Regions from separate parts of the Mus musculus genome. Here all the other regions are linked to region 2. A link is a contact called in public ChIA-PET and HiChIP or PLAC-seq data. All regions are on one chromosome and are shown on one strand. The core of a region is the stretch at or near the end of the contact, and the rest is flanking DNA. Distances in the headings are between cores, read along the strand shown. Region 1 has its middle 14 kb from the start of Gm30931. Region 2 holds the start of Acsl1 (acyl-CoA synthetase long-chain family member 1). Region 3 has its middle 34 kb from the start of Gm30931.

Region 1 (2,700 bases), core at 95-2,594, 94 kb before region 2:
GAGAAGAGGCCATGTCGGGAGAGGTCCAGGGAGAATTGGGGGTAGGTGGATACTATCCAAACACATCGAATATATCTTTGAAATTCTCAAAGAATAAGTAAAAAAAAAAAAAAGTACTAAACTAGTAGTGCCACAGGGTAGAGACTGAGCATACAAAACGTTGTCCTAAGAGCCACATCTCAGATTCAAACCACAGCACCTATAAGTACTACCGCTAGATGGGTGAGAGGCTTGGTGTTGTATGGCTTCTTCATTTAGTTGTGAGAGACTGCACTAGATGACCTTCACAGAATTTGTGCTGGAATGTATCAGGAGCTGAATGAAAAACAAACAAACAAACAAAACGAACCAACAAACCAACAAACCAACCTGTTATCCCACTCCAGAGTTTATAGTGGCATTACTTATAATAGCTAGAACACAGAGACAGCCTATGTACATTCACAGACCTGTGGAAATGCAAAATGTGGTGAACTCCGACAAAGGATGCTGTTCAGCATGAAGAAGGTGTTAAGTACTAGAGCCTGGCTCGAAATCTTCCCCCTTACCAAGAGAAGACAGACAGGCACAAAGGGACAGATGTTATATAAATGTACTCCCATGGGTCACCTAAAGTAGGGAACCTCAGAAACCAGAGTAGAAGTTACCTGAGAGGGACTGTAGAGTTATTGCTTAATGGGTTCAGAGTTCTGTTTGAGATGACAAAAGTTCTGAACATGAACCTTTGCAAAAGTGCTAATGTTGTGCAATTAGATTATGTAAGATGGCTTAAATGTGAAATGTAAAGTTTGTCATGGATGTTTTGCCATAATAAGAACTTAGTGTTATTCCGTGAAGCTCCTTCCCTGGAGCCTGACCTCCCCTCACAAGAAAGAAGGACAGATGCCCTAGTCCCATCCTGCCATCACCCAGGGGGCTCTGGAAATAGATTCTGTTTCATGATTGGTCCCCCAACGCAACCCAGCCTGTTCATCTCAACTGTGGATATTTCCAGATGCACTGGGAAAGAACTGAGGGGCTTATGTGATTATTTGATTCTTAACATCTTCACTTTGGGGGAAAAAATCTCCAAAGCTCAAAAGACCATATTCTATGAGGGGTTGGGGTAAGGGGGGAAGCAATCTGGCTAGTCTTTAAGGTTGACTGAGACCCAGCCTGGTGTTTCTTCTTACAGGTGGTAGTCAGCTTGCCTCTATAAATCTTAATTTAAATTTGTCACTTTTGTGTTCATCTGGGGAACAAGGAATTTCTAGAAGCAGAAAATGGCAGCCACTATTAGCTTATTGGAAGTGGCATGAACTATGAAGGCAGTCCAGTTGCAATGTGTTTTGATGTGACCCGACCAGTAGAGGTTTACTGAACATAAAACCCAATGGCCTGGACTTGATTCAAGACCAACCATGAGCCCCATCAAGTCATCAAATTTATCTCTGTTCTTTATTTGTTTCATCTAGATAAGGCAATTGGGAGAGATAAACTCTAAAGTGTCTTCCCTGGGTCTATGAGTCAGCTACTCTTGGACTGTATATTCTTTTTGTTCATTTAGGAATAAGGAAGTAGCCATAGTACTGAAGATTATGGCATATAGACCACATCTGTTTTCTCTCTATGAGCCTATTCTGTCTTCTGTGAATAATACTGTGTAAACATTGTGTGGAGATAATACTTTTTTTTGCATTCAGCTCATGAGTGACCCATGAAGCTCACAGATTCCTTGACAGGTGATGTCTCTCATAACTAGATGACAGACACAAAAGGACACAAAATACCAAACGCCTCACCAGTGGTAATACAAAAGCCATGCGCTGGGGCTTGAATCTGCTGTGACAGGCCTATGATCCCACCTACTCAGGAAGCAGAGACAAGAGGGTCGCAAGTTCAAGACCAGTCTGGGCCACTTAACAAGACCCTCTTGAAATAAAAATACAAAGACGGCTGGGGATAGCTTAGAAATTTCTTGTCTTGAATAATAAAGCAAAAGTACCAAACAAGTAGAAAATAAGGATTGTAAAGACAATATATAACATTATATAACATTACATATATTATATATGCATACATATATGCATATATATAATAAGTTTTAGCACAGACTTGTCTCATTGGAGTTGAAGCTATGTCATTCTAGTCTATTTCCACTCCTCCCTCCCCTGCCATCCCCGCAGCTTCTGGACAAGTTTGCCAACAGTCCATAGGTGTCAGTCCCTCTCTGGCACTACTCTTCACGAAACTGCTTTGCCTGGGCAATAGGACCTACCTGGGGTGGGGGGTGGAGAGGGTTAGTGAGAGCACACTGCACTCAAAGACAGATCCACAGGAGAACCGAAATATCGTATCCCCTTCACTCTGCCTCACAACAACTCCAAAAGGTCCCTGGCTTCCGATTTATGGGCTATGTGCAAGCACCGTGTCTGTCTGTCTGTCTGTCAGCTGGAGAATTCGTTCCTTCTGACACTGAGGTCAGACAGCACAGTGCAGCTTCCATTGCGGTGAGACACACACACAGGCTAGTTTGATACACATCGGAAAATAACAGAGGAGATCCTCAGGGCACAGGGTCTTTGGTGAGACTGAGTTACAGCCTCATTTCTCCCTCCGCTCCGTTTGGCTTCTCTGCTTCCTCCCACAGGAGGTGTTGGTCCTAAGGGCATCCTGCAAGGAAAGCCTGCATGTTCGCTTAGGTTTTGATTCTGTTTCCTA
Region 2 (2,700 bases), core at 80-2,579:
GTTATTAGAGGTGTTCTGGCAATAATTGTCCCTCAAATTTAAGGCAATATTAGAAAGACTTCCATCTAATGCTGGGAGCAAACCCTCCTGTACCTGGATGACTGTCTTCATGCAATAGCATGAGGTGAACCTGGCAACAATTATATTGACCTTTTTTTTTTCCCATTCAAAATGTTAGCATGATCTACATCTTACCTTAACCACACTGACCAGTTCTGGACACTGAGCAACAGTGATGGCTCTAGTATTTAACCTTTTAAAAGATTATCTTAAAGCTTTGGGGTATCTTTAAGATTTTTTAAAATGACGTTTGAAGAAGGGTTACATGCGCACATGGTAACTCACAGTCCTGAGGATTGAGAATTGCACTTCAGGCTTTGTGACAGGCATGGGCTTTAACCCAGTGAGCCATCCTACTGGCCTTGCATTGGCCGTTGGTAGCCCTTAAAAGGTTTTCCCAAGGGATTTGTCAAGTCTACAGAGCCAAGGCTGAGCAGGGCAGACAAGCCTTTAAAACTTGGCAGGTGGACACCGTCCTTGAGCAACGACTAAGTCTGCTTTTCACTTGAACCACACAGGGGCCTGGGTTGTCCAGAGATGCCTCATGGCCAGGATATTGCGGAAGTCCTGTATTCCTAGCCAAGGACTGTGGCGAAACTTGGTGTGGGGACCGTGGTGAAACTGGATTAAAGGGGTTCGTGTATATCTGTGCTAAAGAAAGATGGGACTTCTTCAGCTACCGTGGTCCCTCCAAGCAGAGAAGCAAGCAGAGAGGCTATGCCAAGGTGTCAGCTGTGGAAGAATGTTAAGGATGGAAGAGCTAAAGGGCACCTGCAACATTCCATAGCATCACATTATCAGGGTTCAGGAGACTTCCAGATTTACCCTTTGCCCTACCTCAGATTCGTTGTGAAACTAGAGGGCAGTTTGGGTGACCTTAGTGGCTTTTGCTTGCTGACAGCCATGCTCATGGACCTGAGGGAGGCCACGCCCACCTTGCGGCTTTGGAGGGAGAGGCGGAGTCAGCAGGACTGGGCGGGACCTGAAGGAGGACTGGGCCTTAAGGGGCGGGGCAAAAGACCGAGGAGGCGCGGCCGGAGGGGAAGGACTGGAGCTGGTGGGCGTGGCCTGAGAGGCACCGCGGGTCTGAGGGGCTTGGATCAGCCCAGATAGGGCGGGGCTTGGGAGGCGGGAATGGCGCCGATGGGGCGGGACCTGAGAGGAGCGGTGGGTGTGATGGGGCGGGACAGCCTCGACCTGTGCGACAGGAGGGGAGGAGCTGGCGAGGGGGAGTGGGCGCGCTAAGAGATGGGGCGGGGAGGAGCCTGCGGACGGGGCGGGGCGGCGTGGCACGGCACGCGCACTACCAGCCGCCCGGCCCTGCTGCTGCTGCTGCAACGCCGGTGGCGCAGCCAAGAGAGCAGCTGCGGCCGCGACTCCTTAAATAGCATCGCAACCCGGCGCGGGGCAGTTCGTGGATTGCAGTGACAGCCGCCTGTGGAGCAGCCCGGGCAGCGGAGGAGGTGAGTGCGCCAGCCGCGAAGGGCCGCGAGTCGGCCAAGGCGACCCTAGCCGGGCCGAGACGGGAGAACCTCCCCGCGGCTCTGCGGGACGTTCCGCTTTTCCGGCCTGGGCTCCACGGCCTCGTTTCCCTCGGCTTCGGGAGGCTCTGGGGCCGCTCCGGCGGCCGCCGCTTCCGGTGCCGGAGCCCGGGTTCCCCCGCGGGCCGTGCGCGCGCGGGGCTGGTGCACCGCGGAGTCAAGAGGTTCCTCTCTGCACGGTCCCTGGCTGGTGTGGCGGCTGGGACCTTCCCTCCCCGGCTCAGGTGCCGAGAGGTGGTCCTGCTTGCTGGGGACCCTGGCGTCTCCGCCACCGCATCCCTCGTACCCCCAGAGGCGGGGATTGTGAGGCGCGCACTCACCGCGCGTGGACACGGACTGTCCCGGTGCCGCTCTGTGACGTGCCCCTGCGCCGAGCGTTCGAGGAGGGTCAGAAGCAGCGCTCAGAGCCCGATGTCATAAGTAGAAATTCTCGCGGTGTCTCCAAGAGGAGCTCCCAGAGCCACTACACACAGTGGTGATGGAGTCATTGATTTAAGGCAATCTGGCTTTTAATTTTTTTTTAAATTAGGGAGCAAAAATGATATTTATCACCTTGAAACGTAGACCCCGAGTGCTGATACAGGACTTAAAAGATCACATGGATTAGAATCTAGAGAAGGCAGCTCCATCTAATCACTGCACTATGCCCGAGCTTACAGACCATCTTGCCACACCGCTCAAGCTCATGGTTATGGAACCTAGTTAAGAATGGCCGTTATGAAAATGCTTCCTCTTGGAACTGTGAGTATCCATCTCTAGTCTTCCCTTTAAGGACTTGACATTTGATTATGTTTCTGGGATACACGTTTCAAAACGTAATCTGTGGTTAGCCCAATGAAAATTATTAGCGTAACTCAGAAATCATCCAAACCCTTCTAGTTCACCAAAGTTAAGAACTGAAGGTCTGCAATGGGCAAGGTTAAGAATGGGAGCAACGGAAAGGAACCATCGGTTTGGAGCAATGTGGTGAGGTGTGACAACAGAAAACAGACAGGGCCGGATCCTGGGAGATGTTTTTTCTTGTAGTTCAGCTGAAGGAAATCCCTTTGTGGTGGGAGGCTGGTTCTTTGTAAAAGGTCTGCATTGAGATCTTGAGCTA
Region 3 (2,700 bases), core at 117-2,616, 74 kb before region 2:
CCTTCATATAAAATAGTGTAGTACCTGTGTATGATCTGGGAGCATCCTTCTGGACATGCCACATAACCTCAAGATTATGTATAATATAAATAATATATTATATCTAATATAACACACATACAATCTCATAGTGCATTACATGCTATTGTAAACAATCATTGCATACTATTATTCAGAGAATAAGGACAAGAAAATACCTGTATATTTGGTAGATGTACAATTTTTTCCAAATATCTACTTGGTCGTATCTGTGGAACTCCCTCAATATGGGAGTCATTGAAAAATTATTTTTGCAGTGCTAGGATCAAACTCAAGGTTTTGCCCACACTAGCAAGCACTTGTCCACTGAGCTACATCTCCAGCTCTCCTCAGTTTCTTTTTTTTTTTTAAGATTTATTTATTTTATTTATGTAAGTACACTGTCGTTGTCTTCAGACACACCAGAAGAGGGCATCAGATCTCATTGTACATGGTTGTGAGCCACCATGTGGTTGCTGGGAATTGAACCCAGTGCTGGAAGAACAATCAGTGCTCTTAACTGTTGAGCCATTTCTCCAGCCCCTCTCATCAGGTTTTAATAATGAATGTTTTTAAGTTAGCATATAAAATAGTAGGTTCATAATGGCATTTCATACATGTGTATCATAGTACTTTGTTCATGTCCACCTCCTCTTACCTTCTCTTGTCCCCCCTCCTTAACCCAATTGTCCCCATAACCTTACACCTGCTTTCATGTCTATGGTACACATCTAGATACTGCATATGAGGGAAAGTATGTGATATCCTTCTTGCAATTGGTAAGTTTTGCTGTTAAAGAAGTTGAGATCTAATGTAGTCTTAGTGAGTAGCAATCTAAGGAAAATTTACAATGGATGTGTCTGAAATACTCTTAGAATTTCACTGAGAGATATTTGCCACTGCAATCCTGGGATGCCATGAAAATAAATATAGGACAGGGAAATAGGTTAGGAAGAGGCTCAATGTTTCCTGATCCAGCTCTACCACCTCTACTGTGTCCTTCAACTGCAGTTCCCAAGGGCACACTGTGGACCAGCAGTTAAATAGCATTCAACTGTACATCTGTATGCTTGCCCCCACTCAAGGGCTAAGGTGATAATGTGATCAAAATCTATGTTTTGATTTGTTTTAACTAAATGTAGAGCACAAAATGGATAGTGCACTTCCATGGGAGGAAGAAAGATCACAGGAAAACTCCTTTAGTAAGTATAAATATGAGATGGAAAAATAAACACATTTTTAACGTGATTTGGTAGAAGAAATATTTTCTTTACCAGGACACTAGAAAACCTGCCAAGAGTTATCAAACAAGGAAGTCCAAGGTTCCATTGCAGGATCTCAATAAATATTTGTTGATTTACTGGTCGGTGTGCTAATTCAAGCAGAGAAGGAATTCTGTCTCTGTTTTAAAGTCAGATATTCTAAGTGCTCATTCAGAACAAAAATATGCTTTGTCTTCCACTAAGCAACCCCACTATCCCCTTATCCAAACATACCCGGGAAAGGATCTGATGTAGCCCTTGGCAAACAACTATGGAACTTTCATACCAGGCTCCTTTCTTTTAGGCAAATATTGTCAGTTACTTTTAGCTATTGACAATACCATAGAATCTATGCATCAAGCTCAACATAGTAGGATTAAATCCCAGATCCCCCAGGAATTTCACACACAAAAAAAATCTTTACCCTTGCAGAGTGCCTCTGTTCCCCACCCCTGGCTTCTTAGAATAAACCTCAAAGGATGACTGTAGCCAAGCTTTCAAGGCAGAAAGACTCTGAGATCCTTTCAAACGTGCAGCAATCAGAACTATTGATTCCGAAATTGAGCCATTTCCAGCGGTATCCTTGAATTGGTGCATTATAGTAATTAGAATGCATCTTCTATTCAACGCATCCCAGATTGCTTTCTATTCAAGCATATTCAAAATGTATTTTTATTCAACATATTCAACACGAAATGTTCATCTTTCAGAAACTATTCCTCACTTGGCAGCCTCAGCCTGTCGGTGCCTCCTGATTTCATTCTAAAGCCTTGGAGAACATTTGAGTGATAGGTTGATATTTCATTCTCATTTAAATTATGATTCTTTTAAAGGATGCTCTTTAAAACGCTAAGGTAGTGCACCTGAAAGAACATCATTTAGAATAGTGGAACGTCTTCCAAATTGGATGACTTGTTTCAGAGTGGGTGACACTTGTTCCACACTTAGTCCCTCATCTTGTGGCTGTACCCACCATGTGGTGGCAATCCACTTCAGGCCTTGGGAATAAAGAGTGTCCTAAGCCAGGGCAGAGATTTTCATGAGCAGTTTTTGTACAGAGATGTTTGAAAAATGATTACTCTTAATAATTTAGCATCTTTCTAATCCTGTGACAGAATCGGCTAAGCTTTTATAAATTAGTAATTTTGGAACCGTCCTATGCATGTCTATGTAATGACTGAGAAGCGTCAGAAAGGAAGGCTCATTTTCCATCTACGGGGCAGTTAACTTAGCAGAAAAACTGCAAGCTCAAACAGGACAGCCCAGGGGCGGGGAAGATGCTCACAGGGTTAAGAGCGCTAGCTGTTCTTGCTGAGATCTTAGGTGGGTTCCCAGCCCCCACAGGGTGATTCATAGTCACCAGAAGCTCGACTCTGAGCAGATCCAGTGCGGCCTTCTGACCTCCATTGTTCCCCTCCCC

Evidence for each region. ChIA-PET counts read pairs in DNA pulled down with a chosen protein or histone mark. HiChIP or PLAC-seq counts read pairs in DNA pulled down with a chosen protein or histone mark.
Region 1: an REV-ERBa ChIA-PET map of liver shows a contact between it and region 2, with 10 times the contacts expected there. The contact joins the enhancer-like site here to the promoter of Acsl1 in region 2. A contact is called at or near these places in 7 of 39 promoter capture datasets (the 3T3-L1 cell line, the C10 cell line, epiblast stem cells and 4 more), 7 of 484 Hi-C or Micro-C datasets (brown adipocytes and liver), 3 of 115 datasets of contacts at active chromatin or transcription factors (intestinal villus epithelium and liver) and 1 of 9 other capture datasets (adipose tissue).
Region 3: a contact with region 2 is called in an H3K27ac HiChIP or PLAC-seq map of SST interneurons, with 2.1 times the contacts expected there. The contact joins the enhancer-like site here to the promoter of Acsl1 in region 2. A contact is called at or near these places in 8 of 39 promoter capture datasets (the C10 cell line, the HPC-7 cell line, liver and 3 more), 13 of 484 Hi-C or Micro-C datasets (the G1E-ER4 cell line, brown adipocytes, conventional dendritic cells and 4 more), 5 of 115 datasets of contacts at active chromatin or transcription factors (SST interneurons, embryonic stem cells, intestinal villus epithelium and 1 more) and 2 of 9 other capture datasets (adipose tissue and liver).

The regions. Positions count from the first base shown.
Region 1 is chr8:46,375,502-46,378,201 of GRCm38.p6, forward strand. No RefSeq gene overlaps it. Among named protein-coding and RNA genes, the nearest start is that of Gm30931, 14 kb to the left of the region's middle. Within about 2 kb of position 1,345, at least 7 of the 459 cell types and tissues checked have an H3K27ac peak or open chromatin away from gene starts, as enhancers often do. A contact at or near this core is called in liver, where this site is marked.
Region 2 is chr8:46,469,708-46,472,407 of GRCm38.p6, forward strand. Acsl1 (acyl-CoA synthetase long-chain family member 1) reads left to right here and starts at 1,330. Exons shown (of 21, transcript NM_007981.4): 1 at 1,330-1,523. Gm31050 (a long non-coding RNA gene) reads right to left here and starts at 1,343. Exons shown (of 2, transcript XR_378936.3): 1 at 898-1,343; 2 at 284-792.
Region 3 is chr8:46,395,970-46,398,669 of GRCm38.p6, forward strand. No RefSeq gene overlaps it. Among named protein-coding and RNA genes, the nearest start is that of Gm30931, 34 kb to the left of the region's middle. Within about 2 kb of position 1,367, at least 9 of the 459 cell types and tissues checked have an H3K27ac peak or open chromatin away from gene starts, as enhancers often do. A contact at or near this core is called in SST interneurons and intestinal villus epithelium, where this site is marked.